Linked DNA regions of Mus musculus: region 2 is linked to region 1. The links are chromatin contacts, called in public promoter capture Hi-C maps. All regions are on one chromosome and are shown on one strand. Each heading gives the region's core, a stretch centred on a gene start, on an enhancer-like site or on the middle of the called end of the contact. The rest is flanking DNA. Distances are from core to core; before and after follow the strand shown.

Region 1 (3,042 bases), core at 271-2,770:
CTCAGCTTTTATTATTTCTCTGACAGGGAGGGACCAAGTGTATTTGGTCAGTTTCAAGGACTTCCTGAAACTATTTTGAATTTTTTAACCTTCCTGCTTAAGGAGTTTTTCTGAAGAATAGAATGCTCCAATCTTGGGGAAAACTGTTATACAAGGAGAAAACGAATCTTCCTTTCAAATCCAGAGACCAAAGTGGGCTTAGGTCTTTAGAATGGGAAGAGCTTCATACTATATAAACTAGGTTTGGGGCATAGACTTTGAGATTTCTTCCTATTCTGCTATTCTGTATCTCTAGAACTTTCTAGTGGGTGACCTGTTTCAGTTGTGTTTTCCGATAGTCAGAAGTGACAAGGGAGTGTTGTCTTCTACTTTTTGTTGGATCTCATATATTTGCTGATGGTATCTCTTGCTAGAATACTTTTATCATGGTCTAAAAGTCTCCAGCAACACAGGTGGAGTCATTTGGTCCAGGGAGCCCTGACAGGTAGAAGTTCACGTGCATTGGGTGCCTCCTTTTCTAGAGGCTGGGTCTTTTCATCTGGATCTATAGCTAGGCCTCCGGGCAGCAATTAGGGTTCCCCTAAAACAGCCTTTCTTTTATTCATTTTCTTCTTCCTTTTTTTCTCCCCCTTTTCATGAGGAGGCTTCCTTGGCGACATCTTTTCTCTTACATTCTCCACCATATTGAAACTACAATTTCCCCCCATCTATCTGTAAGAAGGCCCTACAGCTCCACTCTTGGATTCTGCTATAGGTATGCGCCCCTCAGAGTGTGGTCCTCCTCGAGGTGAAGCAGAGAAAAGTGGGTGTCCCCAGGACAGCTAGGGGCAGGTGAGTTTTGGGACTGGGAACCAGATTTACTCTGGAGTCTCAGAAAAGAGGAAAATCAACACTTGTCCGTACATAAAGCCTTTGCTTGTTTTCACTCTCCACAGCAAGCACCGGACGAGGAGCCTTCCAAAGTCTAAAGTACAATGACAGAAGAAACCAGGGAGCGACAAGGAGGAAATAAGAGGCAGAAGGAAGACCTCAGACAATAAATAGGGCTGTGAGGGAAAGGAAAACAGAAAGAGATAGAGAGGGTGGGAGCGACCTAGAGAGGAAGCAAGGAAGAAGCAAGAAGGAGGGGACAAGTGAGACGATGAGTGAAGTAATAGACGCACGATGAAGAGGGAAGGAAGTAATGCAGGAGAAACGAAGAAATGACTGGGGGAGGAAACGGGAAAGTGAGGGAAGGAAGGAGTCGATGAGGGAGATGGTGAGTGAAAGGGTGTGAAGAGACAAGCCAGTGAAGAAGCTATGAGTGAGAGAATGAGTGAGGGTTAGAATGAGGCCAGGAGAAAGGGAAAGAAGGAGGGCCTAGGTTTGCACCTTCAATAGGCACCTCGAGGGTGGAGCTTCCGGACAGCGGATCCTTCGGAAGAGCAGCCGGGGTCTGACCCTTCAGCCTCTTCCCGCCCCGCCCAACAGCGACCCCCCCTAGAGTCCCCTTGCGCCTGCGCGGCATCCCACGTGACGGAGAGGCTCCGCCCCCACCTCCAGCCTCCCGCCTCCCGCCTGCTGCGAGAGCGGCCTCAGCTTGCGGCAGCACCAGGTCAGCTGCGAGGCATGTACCGTGCGGGCCCGGCAGGCCTTCTTCGCCGAGCTTGTGCTGCACGCGGGGATGGGAGAGGGAGCGGGGATGGCGGAGGGCGCGGAGATCTGGGCCAAGTACCGCGGGCGCCTGGGGCGGGCACGGGCGACTGCCTGACGTGGCGGGGGCTTGGCCGGGCGACCCCCGGGCGTCCGGCGCGGGCCTGGCGCTGTGGCGCGGGCCCGCCGAGGCCTGCGCGTGGCTGAAGCGGACCGTGGCCCTCGCAGCCCGGTTGGTCAGGTTCTGTCGCCAGCCGTGGGTCCGAGTGTGGCCTCTGGCCTGTCCCCGTCCCTCGAAGCTATTCGAGCAGGGATTGCAACAGGCAGCGGGCGGGCCTGGCTGCCTCTCCCGGCGTGACCTCAAGCTCATCAGCCGCGGCTGCGGTTGTTGAGAGAAGCCGGAGAGCAAGCGCTGTCAGTGCAAAATCCCCGGATTGTACTAGTTTAGATCCTGTACAGGCCGAACGAACGGACCTGTCCGGGCGCAACGGGGCCACCTTCTGCCCGCGGCTGCTTCCTAGGGTAAGGCCTGATCTCCGAGATGCTCCTCGTCCGTGCTCTGGGAAAGAAGCCATAGAGCACGTCAACACCTCTTGGATGCTCCCTCCCACCCCCGTGGTAATAAGGACCCGCTCCCTCTTCTGCTCTTCCCAAGCTGCTGTTTTTCCTTTTGTTGCACACCTTACGTTGTGGTTCAGATGCGTTGAGGACAGATACGGAATGGGAGCCCCCACAGAAGGTTGAGGATGCCTTTCCAGTAAATGATTCCTTGAAGATTCCTCTAAAATTTGTTTCAGTGCACAGCTGTTTGTAGTAGCAAACAATGGTAGGGAACCTAGTTTATATGTGTGAGAGGGGCATGAAGTTATAAGCAGAAGCTAAAGGAATGTGTAGAGGAATATCTTAGATCTGCAGTCACCGTAGTCTCCTTAATGTTTTGTCGTTTAAAAAAAAAGAGTGAAGCCAGGTGTGGTGGTCCCTGCCTTTAATCCCAGCACTCTGGAGGTAGAGTTCTGTGAGTTTGAGGCCAGGCTGATCACCAAAGAGTTCCGTGACAGCGAAGGCTGTTAGAAACAAGTGGTCTGTATGTGCACCTGGGTGAAGGTGCTCTAGAGACCAGCAGAGGGCGCCTCCACCCGATGTCAGCGCTGGGAGCTCCAGTTCCGGGCAGGAATAGTTTTGCATTAAGTGCACTGAGCACTCTAACCCCACCTCTTCCTTATAGGCAACTTTGTGATCTTTTTGTATCAGCACTCCGGAGTGGTGGAGTTACAGATCTGTTACCATCCTGTCTGGCTATACCAGAGATTCTGGATGTTGTTGCATTCTTGATTGTACTGAATTTCTTTTCTTGAGCTTTTCTTGTGCTCTGCCTGTCCAAAGGAGTAGCCATCTGTTTTACTGTACTTG
Region 2 (3,281 bases), core at 447-2,946, 480 kb after region 1:
AGCTGTCCAGCAGAGCCTCTTCTGAGAACAGAGCCACCTGAGTGTCAGGTCAGCAATACCCACATCTCAGGAACTCATCCAAGGGGCAGATGAGGATGCACACAGACTGAACAGGGCCCCAGTCATGCCAACTGCAGAGCCAGTTCAAGTCAGAGTAGCTGTCCCTTAAAGAGAACCCCAAACCTCAAGAGCACCCACATGCACAGCCCCAGAACACTAGCTTCAAGAACACAGAGGAAGCACTGCCCAGAAAAAACGGTAGCAACCTCAGAGACCAAAGCTTGAGGCAGAGTCAAGTTTCCAGGAACCACCTGGGTCCTCTGAATCCTCTGAAACTACTTACATTCTCTGAGGAGAGAAAGCAGGGGGAGAGGATTTTAATTTCTCTTAAAACTTTGATTCCCATATTGCATGTCTTAATTTTAGAGTTATGTTAAAAGACATCGAAATGTCCCTGTGACACCCTCTCTGCACTGAAACAGAACCCCACTCAAGACCTCTGGAAGACCGAATTTTCCAAGATATGTCCCCTCCAGTCTTAGCTCCCCAAGCCCTTCCTTAGTCCACAATCCACAACATCTGAGTGACAAGAACACAGACTTTCCCTGGAGCCAGAAATAAGCCCGTCCACACAGGCCTTTTTTAAACTTGCTCTTTGCAGCCAGTGGCACATACCCAACCCCAGCCTCCAGGTAAGGACTCTCCTCCCACAACAGGCACTGAATTCAGACTCCTACAAAGGCTGCTATATGTTTCTACAAAGTGGAAAGGGTGGCTCAGGCTCACTTACACCTGGGGCTGTCACACCTGGAAACAAATGGCCATCCCTTTGGTCACCTGAGTTGTGTCAAGGCTTTGGAATTGTAGAAAGAAACGAGTGGTCCGAGATTCAGAACCCCATGACCTATGAGCCAGCCCGGGGTAAGAAATTGAGGCTGCCTAGTGCCAGGCTGGCAAAGAGTGCTCCCTCCCCACGACTGGCAGCCTAGCCTCTGAGGTCTTTTGTGCTCCAGACTTAGAAGTGTAGGATAGAAGCCTCTCAGTGTTGTGTTCAGGGAGGGCTGAGGGCCTTGAGTAGGCTGTAGTGGCCAGTCACGGCTGTGGGGCAGGCCACACCTACGCTGAGAAACACAGAAATAAGTTGATTTTACATGCTGGCCGCGACGAGGGGGCTCACAGCTCCTACTCCCCCCCTCCCCCTAGGAAGGTTGGTGTCTGTAGGTGACACGCGTCCCCCTTCAAAGCCCCGAGGGAATGAAAGGCTGCAACCACACCCAGGGCCTGCTAGAACGCTCAGAGGCAGGCATTCACCTGTCCGTGCTCCGGGGACGCAGCCCCTCGCCGCAACCTGCTAATCCGCCCAGCCCACCGCCGCCCCCGTGGGGCACGTGCGCCCCTTCGGCTCCCACCCCCAACCTCCCTACCCCCACCCGCTGCTACCAGGCTCTGGACCCGGCGCCGACTCACGTGAATACGAAGAAGAGTGTGCTGGAACCAACCAACAGCGCGGCGGCCGTGGCCACCGGGATGTACTTGGCGGGTTTGAGGCGCGTCCCGGGGCTGCGGGGCATCCTGGGCGCCGCGCCGCCGCATCCCTCCCCGGGCCGGGCGGGCGGGGCCGGCCGGGTCGGGCCGGGGTCGGGCGCGCGGGCTGGACGCGGCGCAGGATCCGCCGCAGCGGCAGTGGAGGAAATCCCACCCCACGGGCGGCGGCGGCGCGCTGATGTCAGCGCGCCCCTTAAGGTGGACCCGGCGGCAGGGCCGCGGCGGGGGCGGGCTGAGGGTGGAGCGCCGGGCGGCCAACTCCTCTTTTGCGGGGTAGCCCGACACCCCACGCACGCGCAGCGCCCATCTGGACCGACAGGACAACGGAAAGCATGTTCTTTTTCTCTTTCTTGTCTGTCTCTTCCTTTCTTTCCTTTTTTTTTTTTTCCTTGCTACCGCAGGCCCTAACCCGGGAGCTCTCTTGGGCCTACATGCTCTCCAATCACAGTCCCGGGACAGGCTGAAGGTCCCCTGGCAGTCACTGGGGTGTGAGCGAGATTTCTATGACAAGGTAGGGGTATCATGGCTATCCAAACCTTAGCCAGTTCTCAGCCCTCCACACACTAAGAGTTAGGTCACCGAGTTCCTCTGTGTCCTGGCTCAGGCCGCAGGCTTGATTGAGGCCGTGTGTAAGAGACCTAGGAACGCCTTCGGAAAGCTGGTGTCCTAGGGAAAGTGACTGAACCCTGCTCTGGCCTTGACTAGAAAGGCTGCGCATGCTCACCACCCACCCGCGAGCAAGCCCACCTGCCCGCGCCAGGACGCAGCTGTTTAAGGTGGACCGGCCCTCCAAGGATGCTGCAGGCATCTGCATTGGCTTCCCCTAGCAGATCAGTTTTAATGTTTTGAGTAAGAACATGGTCAAACCCCACTGCTTGCCTTAGCCACTCCACAAGGCAGCAACATTTACTTTGGAAGCTTATTCAGGGCCTGAACAGGGTGCTGGCTGACGATTCCCCCAGAGCCGCCCCCAGTCCGGAGGCTCTTCTCCATCGTCCACCCCTCCCCAGACCAAGATAGTGGGAGCCTTCTTCCCTTGGTTGTTGCTATCTCCTTCTGTAGAGCCATAACCCAGAGTCCTTCAGCCACCTCCTCCCTACAACACTGCTTGTAGGCCTGGGACTCCTTGGCTCGCCCACAGCTCAGGGTCGAGTGCCTTAATGTAGAAACAGCTTTTCAACAGCATAAACAGTGATAGATTTTCTCTCAGATTTCTGTCCTGTTGGTCATTCCATGCCAGAAGACGTAGCTCAGGGTCTTCCAGCGTTGGTAAGATAGCAGTGATGTGACCTCACAGTGGAGAGCAGAGTGGATACAAACTCCTTTCCGCTCTCAGGTAAGTAAGTATCCAGCTGGCCCTCTGCATTAGGCACACAGTTCAGTTAAATTCGCCCGACTTTAATCTTGTCCTACAGCCCCTAACATAGAACGCTCAGAACCTCTAGGGCCTCTAGGGCCCACAGGAGGCTCCACGACTCACAGCTCCCCCACTGCAGAGTTCCTTTGGGATTAAGTCTACTCTCATGTTATATGTAGGGTACCAAGGCAGCCACACTACTGCCACAGTCTTGTAGGAAAATAGCAAACACTGGTCGTGGAGAGTCCAAAACAGTTTTAGGTGGGGCAGATGTAGCTGCTGAGGCCAGAGCCCAGAGTGATATGGTACCTTTCTTCCTGAATAGGGCTGGCAAGGCAGCAGGGAGCCACTGGAACACACAGCCTAGGAGAGCCGCAGA

Evidence for each region. Capture Hi-C pulls out chosen DNA fragments and counts their contacts.
Region 2: a promoter capture Hi-C map of liver shows a contact between it and region 1. The contact joins the promoter of Zdhhc8 here to the promoter of Klhl22 in region 1. A contact is called at or near these places in 3 of 39 promoter capture datasets (3T3-L1-derived adipocytes, cranial neural crest and liver), 1 of 484 Hi-C or Micro-C datasets (forebrain) and 2 of 9 other capture datasets (liver and pancreatic islet).

What each region holds. Positions count from the first base shown.
Region 1 is chr16:17,758,101-17,761,142 of GRCm38.p6, forward strand. It overlaps Klhl22 (kelch-like 22), which reads left to right and starts at 1,521. Exons shown (of 7, transcript NM_001359068.1): 1 at 1,521-1,594.
Region 2 is chr16:18,233,440-18,236,720 of GRCm38.p6, forward strand. Zdhhc8 (zinc finger, DHHC domain containing 8) reads right to left here and starts at 1,697. Exons shown (of 11, transcript NM_172151.4): 1 at 1,468-1,697. The coding sequence starts at 1,571.